Linked DNA regions of Mus musculus: all the other regions are linked to region 2. The links are chromatin contacts, called in public HiCAR-type and HiChIP or PLAC-seq maps. All regions are on one chromosome and are shown on one strand. Each heading gives the region's core, a stretch centred on a gene start, on an enhancer-like site or on the middle of the called end of the contact. The rest is flanking DNA. Distances are from core to core; before and after follow the strand shown. Region 1 has its middle 74 kb from the start of Tmem182. Region 2 has its middle 79 kb from the start of Gm35935. Region 3 has its middle 33 kb from the start of Gm46089.

Evidence for each region. HiCAR-type assays count read pairs that join an accessible place to other places. HiChIP or PLAC-seq counts read pairs in DNA pulled down with a chosen protein or histone mark.
Region 1: a contact with region 2 is called in an H3K27ac HiChIP or PLAC-seq map of stem cell-derived neural progenitor cells, with 6 times the contacts expected there. The contact joins two enhancer-like sites. A contact is called at or near these places in 2 of 484 Hi-C or Micro-C datasets (neural progenitor cells and stem cell-derived neural stem cells) and 2 of 115 datasets of contacts at active chromatin or transcription factors (astrocytes and stem cell-derived neural progenitor cells).
Region 3: a contact with region 2 is called in a HiCAR-type map of astrocytes, with 3 times the contacts expected there. The contact joins two enhancer-like sites. A contact is called at or near these places in 2 of 115 datasets of contacts at active chromatin or transcription factors (astrocytes and stem cell-derived neural progenitor cells) and 1 of 9 other capture datasets (embryonic tail).

What each region holds. Positions count from the first base shown.
Region 1 is chr1:40,877,934-40,880,633 of GRCm38.p6, reverse strand. No RefSeq gene overlaps it. Among named protein-coding and RNA genes, the nearest start is that of Tmem182, 74 kb to the right of the region's middle. Within about 2 kb of position 1,398, at least 10 of the 459 cell types and tissues checked have an H3K27ac peak or open chromatin away from gene starts, as enhancers often do. A contact at or near this core is called in stem cell-derived neural progenitor cells, where this site is marked.
Region 2 is chr1:41,651,407-41,654,106 of GRCm38.p6, reverse strand. No RefSeq gene overlaps it. Among named protein-coding and RNA genes, the nearest start is that of Gm35935, 79 kb to the right of the region's middle. Within about 2 kb of position 1,261, at least 64 of the 459 cell types and tissues checked have an H3K27ac peak or open chromatin away from gene starts, as enhancers often do. A contact at or near this core is called in astrocytes and stem cell-derived neural progenitor cells, where this site is marked.
Region 3 is chr1:42,539,008-42,541,707 of GRCm38.p6, reverse strand. No RefSeq gene overlaps it. Among named protein-coding and RNA genes, the nearest start is that of Gm46089, 33 kb to the left of the region's middle. Within about 2 kb of position 1,332, at least 59 of the 459 cell types and tissues checked have an H3K27ac peak or open chromatin away from gene starts, as enhancers often do. A contact at or near this core is called in astrocytes and stem cell-derived neural progenitor cells, where this site is marked.

The DNA of each region.
Region 1 (2,700 bases), core at 149-2,648, 770 kb after region 2:
TTGAAAGCTGAGTTCTCAGATGATAAGCACCCGGACTTTGGGTCCTTAGGGGCTGGGCACAGGCTCTACCCACATTCCAGACAGAAAGTCCTCAAAGGAAGCCCATGGTCCAGTGGCCAGGACTCTCAGGCTCTGAGCCCTGGTCTGCCTGCTGTAGTTAATTGTGTCCCCGGCACGGCCTTCCTGATACCCCGTTTGTTTCTCTGTGGATCTCCAGGATTCTTGGCTTAATAACAACCTAAAACGGAGAGGCCCCCAGCATGACCGAGAAGGCGACGACTTCTGCAGAAAGTGCCAAAATGTTTTAGAAATAAATGGCAGAAAACAAGAGTCTCACGGATTTTCACCAGGCAGCATAGTAATTTGTGTGATGTATTTTTAACTGTGGAGATTGATGGAGAAACCACTTAACTATAATGTGAACTGGAGATTGTCAGCTCTGCAGTTCATGCTGTGGCAAATAGAGAGGTGCGTGTGTGCACGTGCACACACACACACACACACACACACACGCACACACGAGCACATACACGCGCACACACACACATGTGCACACACGCGCACACACACACATGTGCACACACGCGCACACACACACATGCGCACACATGCACACACACACCAGTGAGAAATGTGTGTGGGCCAGTAAGAAGTGTGTATGTTTGTGTGTGGGGGCCAGTGAGAAGCATGTGTGTGTGTGAGTGTGCCAGTGAGAAGCATGTGTGTGTGTGTGTGTGTGTGTGTGTGTGTGTGTGTGTGCCCCAAATCAGCTCTTATTTGAGTCCTAACTCCCCATGTTTCCGGGAACTTTCTGTTGTTTAGAGCGATCTTGTTTCTGAGGGAAAGAATCTGGGCAGCCTATGAACTCTCTTAAGCCAGTGTCCCGCCACTTCTCCTTTTTCCTTCTTGGCTGTCTTGTTTTTTGTTTTAGCAGACATTCTGGTGTAGGGACAGCTTGAGACTCAGGATCTCTCCAAAACTGCACCTGAAAAACATTTATCAGACTCACTAATCCTGTGCTAACCTGAGTTCCTGCTCTACTTCTCCGAAGGGAGCCTTTGGAGAACCGGCGAGACTTTCCCAAGCCTGGATTGCTACATGGAGAGTCACATAGGAACAACTACCCTCTCAGTTCTCCTCAGGATGAAGCTGAGCTTTTAGTGCAGTCGGGAAAACAGACCCTAACAGCCCTGTAAACACTGAGGCATCCACCTTTCCGAAGCTTTCCAAGGATATAAATCTCTTTCTCTGGCCTCCTCTTCCTCACACTCCCTTCTGCCCTATTTCCTGTTCGGCCAGACCTCAATCATCTTTAGAAATGGGCTCAAAAGACTTGAAATGTCCCTGGTTTTCCAAAGGAATGATTTCCTCATGGGTACATCGCGCCGCCTTGTGGCAATTTTAAAAGTTGCAGCCCGAGTTTATAATTTTTAAAGCTATAGGTCCATAGCTTTCTTCTCATGGCTCATCAATAGCTACAAGGCTCGTCAATAGCTACAAGGCTCATCAATAGCTAGCTGTCACCGTGGACTGATACCAATCCCAGCGCCATGACTGATTTTCATCAAAATAAATTTGTTTTGACTTGTTCTGAGAGGCCAAAACCTACTCTATCTTGGAACTGGCCTCCATCTTAAAAGAAAAAGAAAAAGAAAAAGGAAAAAGAAAAAGAGCCTGAGAACTTGACCCCCAGATGAACCCAAGCTGCACCCAAGTACCAGGAAGGACTCCACATCTTGTTCTTGGCCAGAGTCACTCCCTAGCTACTTCCTAGCAACAGTTAATAAAAGATCAGTCTGATTGTTTCAGATGTACTATCAGACTGATTGTTCATGGTCTTGCTTTAGACCACCCACCTTATAATAGTCATGCTATTAAATACTTGCCAGGATGGACCCCACCTCCACCCCCTCACTTGCTCCCATTTCCCTATAAAACTTTGTCCTGATGAGAGCCCGTGGCTGCTTCATCAAACTATCCAGTGGGTCAGCAGTGTGTAAGCCCAAACTCAGGTTTCCAATAAGGAGACCCTAATGTGATTACATCGGAAAAGGCTCCTTGGTGGTCTTTTGGGTTCACGAAAGAAGTACTTCCTGGCACAACAGTTCCGGTTTGCAAGTTCCTTGTGGATCTTTCTTTGGCCCAGACACCTCTCTCTTCCTGGTTTGTTGCCAGAAAGGCATCAGCAAGTCTCCAGTGTCTTGTGCGTCTGTGTTGTGACTTCAGTCAGCTTCAGAAGTCCATGCTGAGATAAGCCTGCCCTTGCAATCTGTCAAGTAGGCTCACATAGCTCTCTAACGTGAGCAGCTATGCCCTCCTCCTAGGACAGGTTAGAGACTGGACGGAGTTCTCCTTGTAGTATTCACACCGAGGCCTGCCACTTCCTGTGTGAGTCATGTCTATACCTATGTTCTCATGGCTCTCCAATAAAAGAACCGTTGTGCAAATGAATTTTGGAAATGTATTACAGGTCCCCAGGAACAGTAAAAAAACGTCATAGACATTTAAGACAGCTTGATTTAATCATTCCACAATCCTTCCCACCGTGTCATATGTGTTTGTGTGTGTGTGTGTGTGTGTGTGTGTGTGTATGAAATCATTGCTTGTCAACTAAAGAGGGAAAAGATAACTTAACCGAAGCCTTCAGAACCAGGACCACATGAAGACACGACAGGTGGGGAGGTCAGTTCTGATCCAGAT
Region 2 (2,700 bases), core at 12-2,511:
TCTTTTTAATTTTTGCCACGAAAGGTCTAAATAGACCATCGTGAATACATGGAATTAAGATCTTTTTGTCTTTTCGGGTGCCAATAGACCTGATAAAAATTAAATACATTAAGAGGGAACAAAAATTACCTTAACATTAATTTTAATTATTACTGGTCATTTCAGATTTTTTATTGCATTTCACTCACTTGGTGACTGTATTTTCTTATTTTTGGTACAAATGTAATCATTATTCTATTATCATATGAAGAACAGCAACTCACCTTTCCCTGTACAAATGATCTTTTTATTCTGCTTTTTACAGAAAGAATTATTTAGGGATCTGAAATTATCTGACACAAAATGTCTCCTTGGAATTTTTATAAAAAGTAAAAATATGTCTAAAATATTACAGTGTTTATATTCTATTTTACATGGCTAAGCTTTTTAGATATTCTCATGAAGGTGGAGCTTGATGCATTTTCTAATATCAATCATTGATAATTTTAATCTGACATATTATTAGTAGTTAAAACCTGATCCTTCTGCATTGAACAAGACCACAATTTCTATTGATTCACTAAAACTAACCAAATCTGCTAATACCTTCTCTGACAAATAACCTAATTTGTTGTGTATATATCTTGATACTCTCATAAAAAAAATTCAATAATGCTACTGGGACAGAAAGGAACTTTTAGAAAATAAACAACATCCCCGTGTACTGTTCCAGTTTCACCAAAGTGTTTGTGGCAAAGCTGTACTTGTTTGCTTATAGATCTCCCCCTCCTCGTCCACTTTCACTATCAGCTTTGAAAATTCAAAAAGCTCTGTTCCATGATCCCATATTGGCTAGGCTCCAAAGGAAAGCAATGTTTCACTTGTAAATACCCATGACATGACTCTGTCTGATAGGAAGACCTGCGAATCTCTGCTACATCCAGCAAGTCTGTGTTCTGTGCTTTCCAGACAAAAAATTTGTAATTCATATTTCCTTAGGCCAGAATTCTGAAATGAATGCCCAAAAGGGATGTTATTTGTATAAGAGGTACTTGCAAATATGCCGTCAGTTCTCCTTTGAGTAGGGCTCTTCTGTCTTAGACCAGACTCTTTGTCAAAGGGGACCCTGTCACTTGTCCTGGTAGTTAAAATGTAGAAACAAAATCTCTCCTTGGACTGAGTCTTCACATTTTGAAAAATTGCCACAGCGAATTCCCCAGCCTGCCAACTTGGCAGATCCTGAGCTTGAAGCTGGAGGCAAGCCAGGCATCAATGGCACATTCCAAACCCCTGAGTCAGCACCAGGGCTGCCATTTTCTGTCTCATGTGCAGGAAGGCATGCCACTCGTGTCGTGAGCCAAGCCCGCATCTCCATTGTGAAACCCAGACAACTTTCACATTGTGACTCTGTAACCTAGAAAAGGGAATACAGGAAATGGGTGAGTTTTAATCAGTTCTGATATGGGAGAACTCCTTAAGTTGGATGCATTTGAACTCCTCCGTTTTTCCAGAAAGTGAGCTAGAAGTCTGAATAATTTTTTTTTTTTGGCTTAAGTTGTAAAACACAGGTCCTGACCCCTTGTCGTCATTAAAGATCCCATGGGCTCTTTTCAAAGGACTAAGGGGGATTAACCTTTCTGTTCTGGCTAAATTCCTAATTGGATAATTACATTCTGCCTCCCTAAATTATCCCTGTAGCTCCAATTGGATATGGAATTTTCACTTCCTGTCATAAAAGGTTGTGGGGTGTTAGGACATTTCACCCTGGGGGTGATGCCAATTAAGTCGTTAGTGAGGTGAAATCTGTATGAGGTTTGTCTTTCTTTTTACCATCCCTTTCCCCACCTCCTTATTTGGAGTTTAAAATGTGTGGAAATCACTCAGTCATTCATAATGAAAGGGATGTCATACGTTAGCAATGCTGCTTATCGTCACCTTATTTCTAAGAATATAATAAAAGCAGTCAATAATTGATAAGCGTCTGCGGGAGCACTATCATTCCACTGAACAAAAGCATTGTTTGAGATGCTGCTGTCCAAACCCACGAGGAAAGGGTTTCTGAGGCAAGTTCACACACACGGGTATTTTTGTTCGCGAAGTCTGGGGCGGCTCCCGGAGACTGTTCAGAGCCTTTGTGGATTGTTGGCTCAGCATTCACTGAAACATTTAGGCCCAGGGCCAGGGCCAAGGGGAGCCAGTGTCTCTCCTGCATATGGATGTGGGCATTAACTGCATTAATGGTGGGTAGATTACACATGCTCTTGGTTTGGAAAGTAAAGGTCACACATCAGTCTCTTCAGCTGTATTTATCCACACTGAAAATCATGGCCCATAGAATCACCCTTGAACCTCAAAAGTAACACAGCCAGCAATACCCTATACTTACCCAGAGGTGAAGAAAAATTAACAGCCGGCTTGGACTCCTTATTTATTTATGCTTTTGCTGTTAGATTGGTCAAAAAGAGCTTTTGTGGATCAACTATAATCATGTGTATAGTTTGAAATAGGTTGTTTCACTCAAAGATACTACAATGGGTTTTCTAGTTCTATCACAGGACATGTGATTTCATTCTTTAGAAACAGCTGTTTAATGGTTATATACCTAAAACGAAAAATCCTCCCTGCTTCAACTCTCACACAACTGCATTAGAGAAAAGATAAAATGCTGGTTCTTGTCCATGAGAGTAGGAAAGGTAGGGTGTAAAAAGAAATCCAGCAACT
Region 3 (2,700 bases), core at 83-2,582, 890 kb before region 2:
GCAGAACACACAGATATGACCCTTGCCACCAGAATGTAGCCTTCCACCTGAACCGTATGAGTAACAGGTCTTATTCTCTCTCTGTCTCTCTCTGTGTTTCCCTGTCTCTCTGTCTCTGTCTCCATCTCTCTCTCTCCTTCTCTCCCCCCCCCCTGTCTCATTTTCTGTCCCCCCCCACCCCCACCCATGCCTTTCTCTCTGCATGTTCTCACAGTGAAAATAACACACGTATAATACGCCAACCTTGCGAGAACACAAACTGCCGGGGAACATTACCTTCTGGGCTGTGGCGGATTCATGAGTTCCCACCAGCTGCTTGGCTCTGTCCAGACATGTTCCAGTGATCACCCTGTTAAGACTGGCAATTAAACAGAGTGTTATAGCTAGGAGACCCCAAATTTGATTCTATCCTTCTTTCCTCTTTGCAGAACTCAATTTGATTTTTTTTTCCTCCTGTGCAGAGAAAAGTATGCATGGGTCGTTGATGGGAGTATGCGTATAACCCTGACACAGGGAAACAAAAGTGCCAGCCCTGTATAATAAAATACAGATTCCCTACCATAGAAGAAAATGAATTTTACAAAGGTGCAAATCCCCCATAGTCACTTCAAAGAACTGTGTGGTGGAAAATACACCTACTTCTTGCTATATTTCAACTGTCTTGTCTGTTAGAATGGCACAAGAGCTTCCTGGTTGGTTAACCTTTAAATATATAGAGAGATGGAATGTTGGTCTCATCTGAAGAAAGGAAAAGTCCAGATTAGTAAATATGAAAATCTTGCAGGTGTACAGTATGCTATAAAGGTGAAACTACAAGAAACATCTACAAAGTGTTGTTAGAGAAAAAGGAATATTGACAAAGAGCATTATACAATTATTTAAGACAATGCTCTGCGTGCTGAGAGAGAAAATGTGTCTTAATGTAGGACTGTTGGGATACACAGATTGTCAGGGGAGCTGAAAATAGTGCAGGGATGACCAAAGTTGAACGACCTAATGACTCGTGACATCTCTCCTTAAAAATAAATCCGATGGTGACAGAGGAATAACACATTAAAAAAAAAATTCCTCACCCGACCCGCAACCGGATTTCACATTATTAGTGCGGGCAAGTAAATTTTATGTGATGGTTTGTTGTATTTAAAGACAGTGTAAAACTCTCATTGCAAACAGTTGTTTACAGTGCGTTTTTCAGTACCGAGCTGTTTTAAAGCTCAATTGTGCATTTTGCAGATAAAGTGGGAAAACTAACTGAAGGCTGTATTGTAAGCAGCGGTTGCCGTGGAAACCCCAGTTTCAAGAGCTGGTTCTCCATTACCACTTAATTTAGGCTTCCTAATTGCATTCCACTAAATCGGCAGCGACAATATCTGCAGAGCAAAACTGCATGCCCAGTCTAGCGCAAACCTCTTTGAAACAGGCTTTTTGAAAGCCAGGAGCTATAAAAACTCAGCATGACGCGGGGCATATGAGAAACCTGTAGTTCAAATGTACCACTGCCTGCTTTCCAGTCCTTGGTAACTTCAGTGCGCTCCACACCAATCTATTAGTTCAGTCTACCTTAAAGATCATAAAGTTCTGTCATGTGGAAACTCATCTGTCCAGCAACACATTGGTGCAAAATAGATTTAATTGTACTCCCGGCTCGGTATCATGTCCATTTCATTTTACTACACACCAGCAGGTAGCCGGCACGCAGCCTCACTTCCCTTGAACTGCCATTGCTCTACAATGTGAAGAGAACAATACTTTCTCAGTCTAAAGTATTTGCCACTGTTGGGCTGAGTAGAGAGCTAGACCGCCCATATGTGACCTGAAGAAGAGGTTTGTCAGAACCACTAGACATAAAAGCGTTCCAATTATCGACCACACTGCCTTGCTAGAGGCAACTAATATGATAGTGTGAGCGACTGCGCTAGTGAGGAGCCCCTTCATCACTGTCAGATTACCACTCCAGTGAAACTCTTGTAAATCAGTCACATTATGCTACTGGTGGAAAAATAAACACAGACCTATTGTGCTCCGGATTCTGGAGGGCTCTCGGCAAACGGAGTTACACCGGACGGATGCCCTATTTGTCTGAATTTTTGTCATGTTTAGTATTTGGTGATTACTAACGTGGGAAGCGTTGGCAAGATTGAAGTTACCAACTGCGTTGAGATTCTGCAAGGGAAGCCTTGGCCTTTGGTGGCCAAGGAACAGGACAGCCTGGCTTTCTGGCAGGATGGGGGAGGAGGGTCCGGGTGTTGGGGGGGGGGGGGCTTGTGTGTGAGCGTCCAGTGGGAGAGGAAGCTGCTGACCCTTGATTGACAACAAAATCCCACAATTCTCGTTTTCTCTTTAAACAACGGATGCTTTCAAGCAAAATGCCTCACTATCTCGGAGCACAGGACTTCGTGCCAATCCTCCGCACAGCTCATCATTTCCTCGCTTGGGTCCTGAGGATTTGGCATCTATATTAGAGGCAAAGAGACTCTTTTGCTCCTAAGAGACAAGTAAATAACTACAGCGTTTTATCCTCTCCCTGGCGTCGGTACACGTTGCTAACGCCGCCCAGGAGCGGCTGCCAAGCGCTCCGCTATTGTCTCCTATCTCCCAAGGTTTTGAATGCCCTTGCCCTCCCAACTGCGGCTCTTCTGTGGGAATGAATGAGGCTTTTTCCAGGACAAGATTTTATGAATGAGACAGACTGTGTATTAC